Linked DNA regions of Anas platyrhynchos: region 2 is linked to region 1. The links are chromatin contacts, called in public Hi-C maps. All regions are on one chromosome and are shown on one strand. The core of a region is the stretch at or near the end of the contact, and the rest is flanking DNA. Distances in the headings are between cores, read along the strand shown.

What was found. A called contact is a pair of places that touch in the nucleus more often than the background predicts.
Region 2: a contact with region 1 is called in a Hi-C map of subcutaneous adipose tissue, with 2.4 times the contacts expected there. The contact joins the enhancer-like site here to the promoter of RGSL1 in region 1. A contact is called at or near these places in 7 of 8 Hi-C or Micro-C datasets (F1 follicle, F5 follicle, liver and 3 more).

The regions. Positions count from the first base shown.
Region 1 is chr8:18,106,694-18,109,810 of IASCAAS_PekinDuck_T2T, reverse strand. It overlaps RGSL1 (regulator of G protein signaling like 1), which reads left to right and starts at 1,710. Exons shown (of 22, transcript XM_072041450.1): 1 at 1,710-2,040; 2 at 2,544-2,626; 3 at 2,873-2,947. The coding sequence starts at 2,028. It overlaps GLUL (glutamate-ammonia ligase), which reads right to left. Exons shown (of 10, transcript XM_072041451.1): 2 at 1,111-1,197.
Region 2 is chr8:18,147,673-18,150,614 of IASCAAS_PekinDuck_T2T, reverse strand. No RefSeq gene overlaps it. Among named protein-coding and RNA genes, the nearest start is that of RGSL1, 41 kb to the right of the region's middle. Within about 2 kb of position 1,329, at least 3 of the 8 cell types and tissues checked have an H3K27ac peak or open chromatin away from gene starts, as enhancers often do. A contact at or near this core is called in subcutaneous adipose tissue, where this site is marked.

The DNA.
Region 1 (3,117 bases), core at 461-2,960:
AAAAAAAAAAAAGTTGTACACAGCCAGGAGACAGAGCCTGAAAATTACATTTTTAAAAAATAGCCTCATATATTCAAGAAATAAAATAATTATTGGAGCTGAACTGCTGTAACTGAGACTTCATGAAATTAGTTTTACGGAGCTATGAGCCCAGAAGGATCCGACCCGTTGCTGATGCAGTCTTTGAGGTGTCCTAACCTATCTATACGAGAACAGGTGCATGGAAGGGGAAGAAAAAAAAAACAAACCAGGTTTTTCCCCCAGATCTCACTCTGTGCATGGCCAGCAGGTTTTAAAACCTGATGCTGCAGCAGGATGCTTGCACCGCTGCCCCGTGCTGGAGCTTCTCAGCTTGGAGGGGCTGCAGACCTGAGACCGAAAGCAAAGCAGAACAGTTTGGGGTTGCCCTGGGTCTGTGGGGTGCTGCAGCACCTAACGGGGAGATTTGTGAGGCTGTGAGCCCTCGGGACAGCTCGGGCTGCTCCCACAGGCACCGAGGTCCTGGTGACCCCGTGGCCAGGCAGCCTTGGACCTTGCCTCGGCAGCGAGCCGTGCCAGCTTGTGCCGGGCAAGGACGAGAGCCCTGGCCACGTCCCCTCTGCCAGCACAGGCTGCCTGGGGAGCGCTGGTGGACGTGGCCTCAGGTCTGCCGAGGGTGGGCTGCTCCCCGGGGCGTAGCAGGGGCCGGGTGGGTCGGGAGTGAAGCCCTACTGACGTGGTCGGTGTTGCAACCCTGCCCTTATCTTTGTACAAAGAGCGCAGCCACCCCGAGCTGCTCCGTGAGCTCCCTTATAAATCGGGGCTCTCCTCACATCTTCCTCTTTTTTTCTTAATATATATATTTTTTTAATTTCCCCCCCTCTTTCCTTTCCAGGCAGAAAGTTGCAGTCCTGCTGGGGTCAGCCGGGAGCCAGAGCGGTGTGAGCAGAGCTCCGCCAGCCTCTGAGGATCTCACTGGGCATTTGTTCAGTTACCAACTGGAAAATCCACGTTTCTGACCGCTGCAACCTTTTCCCAAGGACTTGTGAGCCTGTCATGTGTGACAGCCGTGCCAGCTCATCCCTAACCCCCCCCTCCTCGTCTCTCAGGCTCAGCAGCACCAGCACTTACGAATTTGTGATGGATGCTGCTCCTCCCCAGGGTCTCCTGAAACTCCTTCACGCAGCTTTTCCCGGCACCGCTGTCTCCTCTGCTCACCTGCCGGAACAAACAGACCCTGCTCACGGCTCACCCTTCCCCACATCATTTTGGGGAGGGCTGGGTTTCACCATAACACCTGACCAACGTGCCCCTGCAGCCCCCCAGCCCTGACCGAGGGAAGGGGACGGTGCCTCCCCAGGGGACACGCGTGCGGGGACGGTCTGGGTGCAATCTCTTAACATATTTTCCCAATTCTCCATCGTGTCCCTCCTGGGAAGAAGACCATGTGGCACATTACAAGCCCCCTGCCCTCCTCGTGGCCGTGTCCCCGCTGGGGACAGTGTCGCATTCCTGGTGTGGCAGCGCCACCTGGTGAGGTGGCCGGGGGGCCACCAAAGTCCCCTCGCTCCCTCCAGGTTTTTTTGTTTTTTTGTTTTTTTTGCCCACCACCACCCGCTCCTGCTGATCTGCTGGGACCAGGTGGTCTTCCAGAGTGCCACCTCGGTGCTTTTTCATTTTTCTCTTCCTTGGAGGGGCTCCAAAATTGGGGATCTGAGAGCCAAGCCCACCGATGCCGGATGGCTGACGGGGTTGCTCCGTCCACCACGACCATAGCGGGGTCTCCTACGAAGTGTCAGGCACCACCCAGGCACGGGACCGGGTGCCTGAACGGGTAGAGGGGAAGGACATCATTTTGGGATTGCCCCAGTGCATTGGCAGGGCTGGCACCCAAAAACACCGCGTGTCCCTGAGGGGCAGCGAAGCCCAAGCTGTGGGGCTGTGCCTTGTGGTCCCTAAGAGCACCGCGTGTCCCCGAGGGTTGGGGCTGGGAGGAACGTGTCACAGGCAGCGTGGCACTCTGGAACGTGTCCCTGGGATACAGCAACATGACAGCCACCGGTGAGTGACCTTGGCTGGAGGCTTGGGGCCCTCCAAGCACACCCCGAAGGGGACAACACGGGGGGGAAGAGCAGCATCCCTTAGCCTGGGCCCTCCCTGGGACACAGCCGTGCCCTCACACCCAGATCTTTCAGAAGGAATTAAAACTCCTCGGGACAGGGGGGGGATCTGGGGTGCTGCTGGTGCCTGCCTCCAGCCCAACGCTGCCTGCTAGTTTGGAGGAAAGGCCACAGCATTCGTGCCCAGCCTCCCCAAACCACAAACCCTTGGCGTGTAGGAAGAGGCCACTCGAGTTTTCCAGCCCCCCCATGCATTGAGTGCTTTCCGACTGCCCTGCCGGCAGCCACAGGGATGCAAGGGGAACCCAGAGCACAAATCCCACCCAGCATCACATTTTTCTGAGAGCTGTTCTGGCCCAGCTCTTCCCTCTTCTCATCTTTTGGTTCCCATCCACCTTTCGGCAGCACAAAGCCCCCACAACTTTCTCTTCTCCCCCCCCGCAGCAACCATAGCCTCTACGGACATGGGGCTGCTGCTGAGAGATGAAGTTTTTGTCGACTTTTTCAACACGTTTCTGAACCTTCCTGTAAGTCTGCTCCTCCCCCTGAAGGCCGGGACCTTTCTGAGCCTTTCTCAGGTGAACTTTTGGGTTCGGTGTTAGAAAAATTGGGACGACACCACAGTTTGGTTGTCAAGCCAGGGAAAGCTGAGGACTTGGCTCGGAGATGGAGACGGAGGGATGAAGAGGAAGATGGTGCCTTCTCTGCAGCGGGGATGGGCTCTGGGCTTCCCCACCACCCTGCATCCCTTCCAGCTCTCCTTTTCCATGCAGGTATTTGGCCAGACGCCCTTTTACACCAGCAGCACGGGGCAGTGGGACCTGTGGCCAGAGCTGCCCAGCCAGCTGGTGAGAAAACATCCCCTGTGGGGAGAGAGGAGGGCGAGGAGGAGGGAGGAAGGGCGCCGGGTGAGGAAGGAGCTGGTTCCTCATTGCCGAGGCTGTTGTTCATGCAGCCGGGGGAGTGATTTCAAACCAGGCTTCACTTGGCTTTTGAGCCCCAGGAGGGGAGCAGAAGC
Region 2 (2,942 bases), core at 80-2,579, 41 kb before region 1:
GGCGGGGTAAACAGGACACAAAACAAAGCCCCGAGCCAGCGCTCGCCTCCGAGGTAGTGCCCTGCCAGCCCCCCGGGGTGCGCGGCGGTGATGGGGCCGTGCTCAGCTCCTCCGGGGGGTTTCTGGATGCTGGCGCCGTGGATGGATGGATGAGGGTTGTCCAAGGGTGAGGAACCAGCAGGAAAAAAGGGGGTGAAGCACCCCAGAAAGCGTGGGCAGGGATCAGACAACCAGGCCAGCATCCTCAGAGAGCTGAGATACGGTGAGCCCAGGCACCGTGCCAGTGCCAACCAGGTTGGGTGCCCCCTGCAAGGGGTTTCACCGTGCCCCTTTGTGGGGGACTGAGCCCCATCGGATGTGCGAGGAGGGAATGAACGCCACCACTCTCTGCACTGAGCTCCCTGCACGGGGTGTCACTGCTCTCGCAAAGCCCTGCTGCTGTGTTTGCAATTGCCCCGAAGGAGTGGTTTCCAGGCTCCCTCGTCCCCATGCGAGATGCCTGTCAGTGACAGAGGGCGATGGGGCTGACCTCAGCCCTTTCCCAACGCGCTGTTAGCTAATCCAGCTCCCTGGGGACACAGCTGTGGGGCTGGGCCCCCGCCAGCCCGAGCCTGTGCCAGCTCCCCTGCGTTTCCACAGCGCCACGATTGCACCACCGCAGCCTTGTGCGGGGCAAGGTGAGGAGGCAGGGAGCAAGCGCTCACTGCTGCACCTCCACACGCTTCTGGGAGTTTCCTTTCAAGAAGGATTTGCACCCAAGGCTCCCGTAGCTACCTTGAAGTCACTCGGTAGGGGAAAAGCACTGGCCAAGAGCGAGGTGTTTTGGTGCTGCTCTGTGTCCTGGCTGTCCTCCCCATGGGATGCTGAGGGTGTGTTATCCCCAGCGCCCTGCCCTGCTCCTCGCAGCGCCTCGCGCAGCGGCACCGCTGGCTTCTGCTCCTCAAAGGAAGAGGTTTTCTGCCCTGAAAGCTCTTTTGCTTGCCATGACCTGGGGGCTGCGTGCCCTGCCTGTAAAAACCTGTTGGAAATGCAGAGGTAGGGAGGGCAGTGACCACGGGATGCCAAACCCCAGGGATGCAGCGAGGGATGCAGGAGCGTGCCGGGGGTCTGGCAGCTCAGCCCCCCCCCTTCACCCCGCTCTGAGGCGCAATGTGGTCACAAGCTGCGTTCGCAGGAAGGGATCAAGCTCTCAAAAGCAGCGCGGGATCAAAGCTTTCTAAACACTCAGGGCATTTGGCCCGGGAGGTTTTGTTCCATCTATTTATAGCAGTGGGGCCAAGCGAGTTCAGAGTTGGAGGCAAACTTTTCCAAAGCTGGGGGACGTTTGGAGCGGGGAGGGGGGAAAGGGAGCTCGGCCAGGCCCGTCTCCAGCAGGCGTTGACTCCTTCCCTTAGGTATGTGTTGCTCTCCATGACACACCAACAACAAGCCCACATAGCAGCGCCCGGCCGAGGCTGCAGAGATTGAAGCAAAAATGTGAATTGGCTGGGAAGGGGAACATGAAATAGAGAGTTTCCAAACAGCAAAGCCCAGTTTGAAAGTGAAAACGGTTTCCCTACCAGCATGTTTCTGCCCCCGGGGCACCATCCTTCAATGACAAGTATGCTGGTATTGTTTTCCAGGGGAAGGCTGGTGATGGTTTCAGGGCAAAATAAAGGGAGAGGGCTTCCTGCAGCGTGTGCCGTGCTTAGAAATGGAGAGGAGGGGTCTTCTAACCCTTCAAGGTGACACTTCGGTGACGTAACCGAAGAACACGTTGTTTTTCTGTGCTGCTCCCTGTAGTCCAAGCCAAGCAAACAAACCCAGGAGCACAGATGTGAAGCTGTGCCACGGTCACACCGCTGCCCTCGCAGGAGCTGGGGTTTCCTTGCATCCACCAAGTGACTGGCGCTAGCAGTGCTTCATAGCGAGGGGCACGAGCGGCACGCTTCGGATACACAAAGCAGCTTTTGCATGCCTAGATCCACTCTCTTGCTGGGAAGGCTCACTACAGGTTATAAAAATACCTCGCTAATTACCAGGAGCTTCCTAGCATGCCGCCAAACCTCCGCTGCTCTGTGGGAGCAGCATCTCCGAGCTCGCTTCTCCGTGAGGAAAGGGTGCAATTAGGCTCACAGGTAATTATAACCAGCGTAACGAGGGGGTGGCTTGAGGAAAGGGGGTTTGGCAGCCGGGTGGAGTCCAGCCCAGGTGCTCTCCTGGCCGGGGTGGTGCGGGGGTTTGGCACGCTGCTGCGGGCTGCAGGAGCTGGGTGCTGGGTTAGCGTGTTAGCGAGGCACACAAGTGTCCCACGTGCGTGCCCCGGGTTGTTTTCAGAGAGAGGAATGCACAGCTGGAAGGATTCCTTCCATCTCCGCCACCAGAGGAGCTCTCCAGAGGCAGAGGGTGCCCATCCTGGCTGGGGAAGCCGAAGCGTGCTCCTTCAGGGAACGCTGTGAGAGCCTGGTGGGTTTTTAGAGGGAATGGGGTGACCTGGAAGGCGGGAGCAATGACTGATGCAGAGCTCAGTGGTGTAAAACAAGTCTTTGAGCTTGAGGAGCAAGAACATACAATAAGAGAGGACTTGACATTGTCTGAAGGTGGCAGAGAAGAGCCTTGGACTATCCACAGATCTTGCCGTGACCATAAGACACCGCCTGAGTGCCATCATGCGAAAGGTGGATGCACTTTTAGGGGACTCTCGTTACAAGGTTTCTCCATTGACACCAAAACCTTCAGGGAAGCCCCACCAAGCCCTCTGCTGGATCAGCAGGTACAGACCTTCCCCCAGAAGATCATCCTCTGGGTAACAGTCCTTCAGATGGTCTTCATCCCCCCGCAGATCCTCCTGCCCCCAGGAAACGTGGGGCTGGAGCGAGCGCACGGCCAACCCCTGACCTGGTTGCTGGCTGTCCTTCTCCACCTTGGCTCTCCAGCTTGGCAGCAGCAGGCTCTCAGCCTGG